Linked DNA regions of Sus scrofa: region 1 is linked to region 2. A link is a contact called in public HiChIP or PLAC-seq data. All regions are on one chromosome and are shown on one strand. Each heading gives the region's core, a stretch centred on a gene start, on an enhancer-like site or on the middle of the called end of the contact. The rest is flanking DNA. Distances are from core to core; before and after follow the strand shown. Region 1 overlaps KSR1 (kinase suppressor of Ras 1). Region 2 has its middle 9.9 kb from the start of KSR1.

Evidence for each region. HiChIP or PLAC-seq counts read pairs in DNA pulled down with a chosen protein or histone mark.
Region 1: a contact with region 2 is called in an H3K27ac HiChIP or PLAC-seq map of alveolar macrophages. The contact joins two enhancer-like sites. A contact is called at or near these places in 2 of 47 Hi-C or Micro-C datasets (embryonic fibroblasts and skeletal muscle) and 1 of 2 datasets of contacts at active chromatin or transcription factors (alveolar macrophages).

What each region holds. Positions count from the first base shown.
Region 1 is chr12:43,998,432-44,002,125 of Sscrofa11.1, forward strand. The region is part of intron 1 of KSR1 (kinase suppressor of Ras 1); the gene reads left to right. Among named protein-coding and RNA genes, the nearest start is that of KSR1, 73 kb to the left of the region's middle. Within about 2 kb of position 2,125, at least 23 of the 83 cell types and tissues checked have an H3K27ac peak or open chromatin away from gene starts, as enhancers often do. A contact at or near this core is called in alveolar macrophages, where this site is marked.
Region 2 is chr12:43,915,613-43,919,099 of Sscrofa11.1, forward strand. No RefSeq gene overlaps it. Among named protein-coding and RNA genes, the nearest start is that of KSR1, 9.9 kb to the right of the region's middle. Within about 2 kb of position 1,324, at least 28 of the 83 cell types and tissues checked have an H3K27ac peak or open chromatin away from gene starts, as enhancers often do. A contact at or near this core is called in alveolar macrophages, where this site is marked.

The DNA.
Region 1 (3,694 bases), core at 875-3,374, 84 kb after region 2:
GAGCTGGGCCGTGGCCAAGAGTGAATGCACTTCCTGTGGTTACAGCACAGGGAACTGTATCCAGTCTCTTGGGATCGGGACACGATGGACGATAACACGAGAAAAAGAATGCACGTATATTCGTATGACGGGGTTACTTTGATGTACAGCAGAAATTGGCACAACATTATAAATGGACTATAATTAAAACCCCCCTTTTTTTTTAAACAATTAATGCATTAATTCAACAAGTACTTGTCACCCCGCCCCCCCAGTCATGTGCCAGGCATTGTTGTGGGAGATGAGGGTGAATGAGAAAGTCACCTCAGCGGGGGAGTTTGTGGATGAGTGAACCCAGAGAAGATGCTGGTGGGGCATGGATGGAGGCCCATGGTGCCTCCCGCCACCCTGGGCTGACTCATCTCTGCATCCTGAGGTGTGTGGGCACTCGGGAAATGTTTCTTGATTTGAACCAAGCCGGGCTCTGTGCTGCCAGGCTTCAGTGTAGTAAGTGAAACTCAGTTGCCTGTGTCAGGCCCAGCATCTCGGCCTGCCAGGGCGGGGGCCCTGAGCCCCGAGCTTGCCAGCTCAGACAGGGGCTGCCCATGTCAGCTCTGAGTGTCTAGGCCCCGCTTATGGGAAACAAGCCTGAGAAATGGACGTGGAAACCCCCTGTTTACCAGGCTGCTCTGCCCTGCCCCGACCTGCCCTGAGTGGGATTCTGATGTGTGACTCTCCTTGGAAATCAAGACTTGGGGACATTGTGCATGTCCTGATTTTCTCCTCGTAGGGTGGGGCAGAGAGAGGGGAGAGGAGGTCCGAGCAGTGCTTCAAGGTTCTCAACTTCGGGACAGCCCAGACTGTGTACACCTAGGGAGCTGTCACCCTGTGGCCCTTCCAGGAAATGGACCTGGTGGAAGACATTGGCTGCTGTTTTGTGTGGAGACAACTGGATGGTTTATAAGCAACAAGGGGCTGTGATGCCATGGAGTTGGAGCCAGCTTTGACCAGACCTCACCTGCTCCTTGGGCTCCTTGTGTGTAAACTCGTTGCTGGGTGGGAAGGGAAGGCCGGATCCTAGAAATATAGTAACGCAGGCTCCCCGTGCCCTCCTTCCTCAGTGACAGCGAACCTGAGATAGACGGACCCGATTTTGACCTATCAGGAGTTTTACAGGAGATTTCTCAGTTGGTTCCTCAATAACGAACAGCCTTATCAGCCCACTTTATTGGGGATGAGGAAGTGAGGCCCAAGGTCACAAGTAATCTGTGGAGCTGGGGTTCAAGTCTAGAATTGTCTGATTTCATGTTTGCAATCATTTCATGATACCCCTCCCACACCTGCTTGACCTGGGGTCTTGTCTGGGGCAGAGCGAGGTCAGAAAAGCTTTGGTAACGCTCAGGGTTTGGGGAGAAATCATGCTACATGGGAAAGGGTCTGGAAATCTCTCCTTTTCCACACCATTGGGACGGGATAACTTCAAAGTTGCAAACAGGAGATGGCCAGAGCCTCAGAGTCCAGATTAGCAGGGGATCATTGGTAGAAGAAAGGAGGCAAAGCAGAGGAGGAGGTGGACACTCCTGGTTGAGAAGGAAGATGGGGAGACAAGCATCCTGGGGGGCCAGGGGGAGGTGGCTTCAGACCAAGGGCTCTTCTCCGATTCCATCTCAGAGAACTTGGCTTCTGTCTTGAAGTGCTCTGGTTAGAGAGGCAGCAGAGCTGTGAGCTGGGCCGCCATGGAGTCTGATGGGGCCAACTTGTAGGCGTGGTCGTATTTCAAGCGTTGGTGGTGAGTCTTAGAAGAAAGAAGGAGACAAGTCCCTGGGGAGAGTCTGCCTTGGTGGCCCTGACTCACCCTGGCTGAGGGGACTGAACAGAGCAAGGAAGAATCCATCAGCGAATGGAAACTTGTCTTTTTAGGGGACAGGAAACTTTTTCTGTTGTGGTTGGCCCGGTGGTTTATGAGAAGAGGTGAACATTTGAGGCAAAGTGCTGGGCCAGTTTTGCAGCTGCATCTTTGACAATTTTGAGAGTTTTAGGAAGTAGTTCTTTAAAAAAAGAGAGAGAAAGATAAAAAGAAACCAAAAGCCAAAGACGTTGTTACTCGCAATACCTGTGTGCAGACAGCCATGTGGGCCATGATGTGCCATGCGGCTAATGGAAAGTGGCTTCTTGGCACTGGTCCATCTTGTACCCTCTCCCGTCTTTGGCCCCTCAGCTGGAGGACTGCTGACTCTTCGCAGAAAAAGACTTCGTTGGCCTCAAATGACCAGACCTTGTCTCGGGCATCTAACAGCTTAAACTAAACTTCCTCTCCGGCCCTGTTTGGTTTAAGCAGTTTCCTGGTCTGGCGGGATTTGTTTTCTTAGCACCCATCTTGTCAAAGCCCCAATCCCGCTTGTCACAGCAAACTGGCCCCGCTCCCCCTGCGGCTGCCCGAATGTTTGTGTTCCCAAAGTCGGACGTGCTGCTCCCTGGGGAGGTGAGCAGCACCCTGTAGTAGATAAAAGGTTCTGGTGCTTAGTGGCCTAGGTTCAAGCTCCACTCCCTTCCTGGCTAAGCTGTGTGTCTTTGGGTAAATTGCTTAACCTGTCTGAGCAACAGTGTCCTCATCTGTAAAACAGAGATTATAATAGAATTGTTGTTAATAGTGAGTGAGATGAGCCATGTGAATCATGATGCCTGGCACAGAGTACGTCTTTTTATGTATTCTATTACTCTTTTTTTCAACAAATATTTCATTAGCATACGAGTTTAACACTCATTCTGTGCAGGGCATTCTTCTTCTTTTTTTTTTTTTCTTTTTCTTTTTAGGGCCACACCTGTGGCACATGGAGTTTCCCAGGCTAGGGGTCTAATTGGAGCTACAGCTGCTGGCCACGGCCACAGCCACAGCAACGCAGGATCCAAGCTGCGTCTGCCACCTACAGCACAGCTCACGGCAATGCCAGATCCTTAACCCATTGAGCAAGGCCAGGGATGGAACCCACAACCTCATGGTTCCTAGTCAGATTCATTTCCCCTGGGCCATGACAGCAACTCCCAGGCACCCTTCTAAAATGGGGGAGTAACTGAACAAAAAGGACAAAAATGTCAGCTCTGTGAAACTTAGGTTTTAGTGTTGGGAGGAGACATTCAGACAGTAAGTGAGAGGAAAATATATTCTTTGTTAATTGTGAGTGTGCTATGGAAAAAATGAAAGCAGGAAGAGGGCCCTCAAAGAAAGTGGTATAATTTTTTTTCTTTTCTTTTTAGGGCCACACCTGCGCCATATGGAAGTTCCTGGACTAGGAACGGTGCCTACGCCACAGCCACAGCAATTTGGGATCTGAGCCACATCTGCAACCTGTGCCATAGGTCATGGAAACGCTGGATCTTTAACCCAGTTAGTGAGGCCAGGGATCGAACCTGCCTCCTCATGGTTACTAGTCTGCTTCTTAACCCGCTGAGCCACAACGGGAACTCCCGGAAGTGTTAAAATTTTAAGTGAGGGGTCAGGATGGCTTTTCAGAAAAGGTGATATTTGAGTAAAGGTCTCAGTAGGGTCCCCAGAGGGACTCCCTGGGGATGTATCTGGGGACAAGCTTTGGAAGCTGGGGTCCAGCAAGTGCAGAGGTCAAGGGAGTGAGCCTGGGGGGCTGGGGTGAGTGAGGCCGCAAGGTGCCCCCAGCCAGACACCTACGGGGTGCCACCCTCAGGGGCCACCTGCGCTCAG
Region 2 (3,487 bases), core at 74-2,573:
TTTTTCTTAACCTTGAGCGAATTATTTAAACCCTGTGTCTTAGGGACCTCATTTGTAACATGGGGCTAGTCATAATAGCTGCCACGATGAGGACAAAATGAGCTAACCTCTGTGAAATGTTTAGAAAGTACCGGGCACATAGCATGTGCTCCAATTGTCAGTTATGACGATATAAACTGGACCATCATGGGGCAGTAGGAAATAAAACACACCTGGCTTCAGTTTCCTCCTCTGAAATATTGGTTAAAATGCCTCTTTGGGGGAGTTCCCATCGTGGCGCAGTGGTTAACAAATCCAGCTAGGAACCATGAGGTTGCAGGTTCGATCCCTGGACTTGCTCAGTGGGTTAAGGATCCGGCGTTGCTGTGAGCTGTGGTGTAGGTCGCAGACGCGGCTAGGATCCTGCGTTGCTGTGGCTCTGGCATAGGCTGGCAGCTACAGCTCCGATTAGACCCCTAGCCTGGGAACCTCCATATGCCGCGGGAGCAGCCCAAGAAATGGCAAAAAGACAAAAAAAAAAAAAAAAAAAAAAGCCTCTTTTGGAAAAGGATGGCGAAGAGTATGTGGAATGACATAACCTATGTAAACTACAAAGCCCAGGGCCCAGCCCCACGTGAGGACCAGTGCTGGGCAGGCCAACGATGCCATCTTCATTGAGTGGCTGTGCCATCATGAGAGTGACCTCCACGAAGCTGGAGGGGCCGGTGCTGGGGTGCAGGCGAGACTGTTTTAGTTTCAAAGTCCTGGGCCATTTCCTCCTTTATCTCTGTAGAATGGCATGACCTCAGGCAAGTCATGTCCCTAAGGCCTCCGTTTCCACATTCCAGAAAAGAAGTGGTTGGATTTAGGGGATGGCTAAATCCTAGGACACACACACACACACTCTGCAGGGAAGAAGCTTCTGCATGTCCGCTGGACCACTTGAGTCACCTCTGGGAGCCTTAAGCCCCAGGCTCTTTTGGCCTTGAAAATTACCCGAAAAGAATAATGAGTCTGGAAAACTTTTCCAGGCATTTTCATGTGTGAAAGCCGTTTTCTTCTTAGGCTCCTCCTCTCCTTTTGTCACTCTGCAAATATCTGTGGCTGCCTTGCCAAGTCTTGGGATCAGGCCACATCTCCCTGTTGAGGGCTGGGTTGAGGGGTACAGGGAGCCTCCAAAGATCAGCCTGCCCCTTCCTTTGTCACTGCCCTCCCCCCAGCCCCTGCAAGAACCTAAATAACCCAGAGGAAGAAGCAAACAGTCCACAATGTATTACAGAGGTCATAAAACGTGGCTCCACCCTCCAGAGGAAGCCAAGGTTGGGAAGTAACCGCGGAACAGATGGGGCCTGGAGAGGGCGGCGAGGAGAGCACCAAGTCCAGAGGCTCGGAAGAGAGTGGCAGGAGGGACAGAGAGAGCATGCGCAGAGGTCCGAAGCCAGGGGGTGGCCGAGATGGAGAGAGCATGCGCAGCCCGTCTTCTGGGCTCCAGGCTTCAGACCCACAGCCCGGGTCTCCCCGGGTTGCCAGGCACATTAGAGGGCCGAAGCGGAGACCTTTCTGTTTTCTGTAACCATGCCTCGTTTCTCAGCCTCTTTTCCATCAGGCTGGTGGCAAAAAAATACATCACGTCTTCCAGGAATTTTGAGGTGGAAATGCAACGGTGCGTGCTAGGAGGATGGCCTTTGGTTTGTGTAGTAATCCCCAAGTCATTTCTGAGGCTGCCCTTACCCCCAGTCTGATCACACGCCCCGGATGGAACTGCAACCCAGTCGAACCTCACATAGGACTCAAGCCCACAATCTTCCAACTGAACCTGCACAAGTCATCCCCGGACTTAATGAAGTTCAGGTTCCTTACGTCTCCGCACAGAAGGAGTTCAGCAAGAGGCCAAGTGATCGGTAAGAAGTAGATTATTAATATAGGAGTGTGTGAAGGATACAGACAGGCAGGCAAGAGGTCTCTGCCCGCAGAAGCGAGCTACATTTTTATCATCAAAGGAAAAGGGTCACCCTCCTCCTCTTCCTTTGTAAAGATGTTGCAGGAAAACGGGGCCTGAGAGGATGGTCGCGACCCAGGTCTTGGCGGAGTGCCTGGGAGGGCCCTTGGCTTCGCGAAGGCAAGAATTCAAGAAGGAGCCATAGTGGAAGTTCTCTTGCACAGAGTTCAATCCCAGCCCTGGGATCTTCCACATGTCACGGGTGCAGGCAAAAAAAAAAAAACCAAAACAAAAACAAAAAAAATGAGCCATCATAATGTGAAAGCAGAGCGACACATTCCAGGGGCAGAATTCAGTCATCTCAGAAGGTGGTGAGTGTTTATGGGCTGGGTAATTTCACAGGGTAACAAGTAGGAGGATTAGTCCAACAATTTCCTGGAAGGGGCAGGTATTGCAGGGATTGGACCACTACCTGCTTTTTGCCCTTTTAATGGTTGGCCTTGGAACTGTCGTGGTGCCTGAGGGTGTGTCATTTAGCTAATGCATTGCAGTGAACATCTCTTGAGGCACAAGGCCTACGGGAAGTGGACTCTTCTGCCATCTTGGGCCTGATGGGTTCTAACCAGTTTTATCCTCAATGTCTCTGTCATTCTTTTAAAAGCTGTGCCCAGCACCCCACCCACCACCCCACGGTCTCCCACCTCAATCGTTCAGGACCCTCAGGGTCGCAGTCACAGTTACAGCCCAAAGGCATCTTCAAACCATTCCCTTCAGGCTCCCTCTGCCTCCAGAGAGCTGCTCTGGGGCCAGTGCCATTCTTCTCCAGAACAGGGGATCCTCCTCCTGATTCTGGCCAGGGGCCCTCTCCCCACTGCTCCGGCTGAGGTGTCCTGGACATTTGCATGGATCTTCTTGTCCCCCCTTTTTTTTTTATTTTCCCAGTGTACAGCAAGAGGGTCAGGTTATCCTTACATGTATACATTACAATTACATTTTTTCCCCCACTTTTTTTTTTTGTCTTTTTGGCATTTCTTCGGCCACTCTCACGGCATATGGAGGTTCCCAGGCTGGGGTCAAATCGGAGCTGTAGCCACCAGCCTACGCCAGAGCCACAGCAAAGCGGGATCTGAGCCATGTCTGTGACCTACACCACAGCTCACAGCAACGCTGGATCCTTAACCCACTGAGCAAGGCCAGGGATCAAACCCACAACCTCATGGTTCCTAGTTGGATTCGTTAACCACTGCGCCACGACAGGAGCTCCTTCTTGTCCCCTTTTATCCCTTTTAGAAACGAGCTGAGTTCTCCTAAGACTAAGGCTCTTAAAAAAGATTTTTCCCTTCTTTTGCTGCCCTCCTCATCCCTCTCCACTCACCTATAACCTGTCGAACTGCTCGAATATGGGAAGGACAGAGGGTCAATACAGGGAGAAGAACATCCACGAGAACCTCTACTCACAGTGAACCGCACGCATTGTCCCATTAATCTCACCACCATCTCCTGATATTATCCTCATTTCTAAAAAAAATTTTTTTTTTGCTTTTTGGGCCACACCTGCGGCCCATGGAA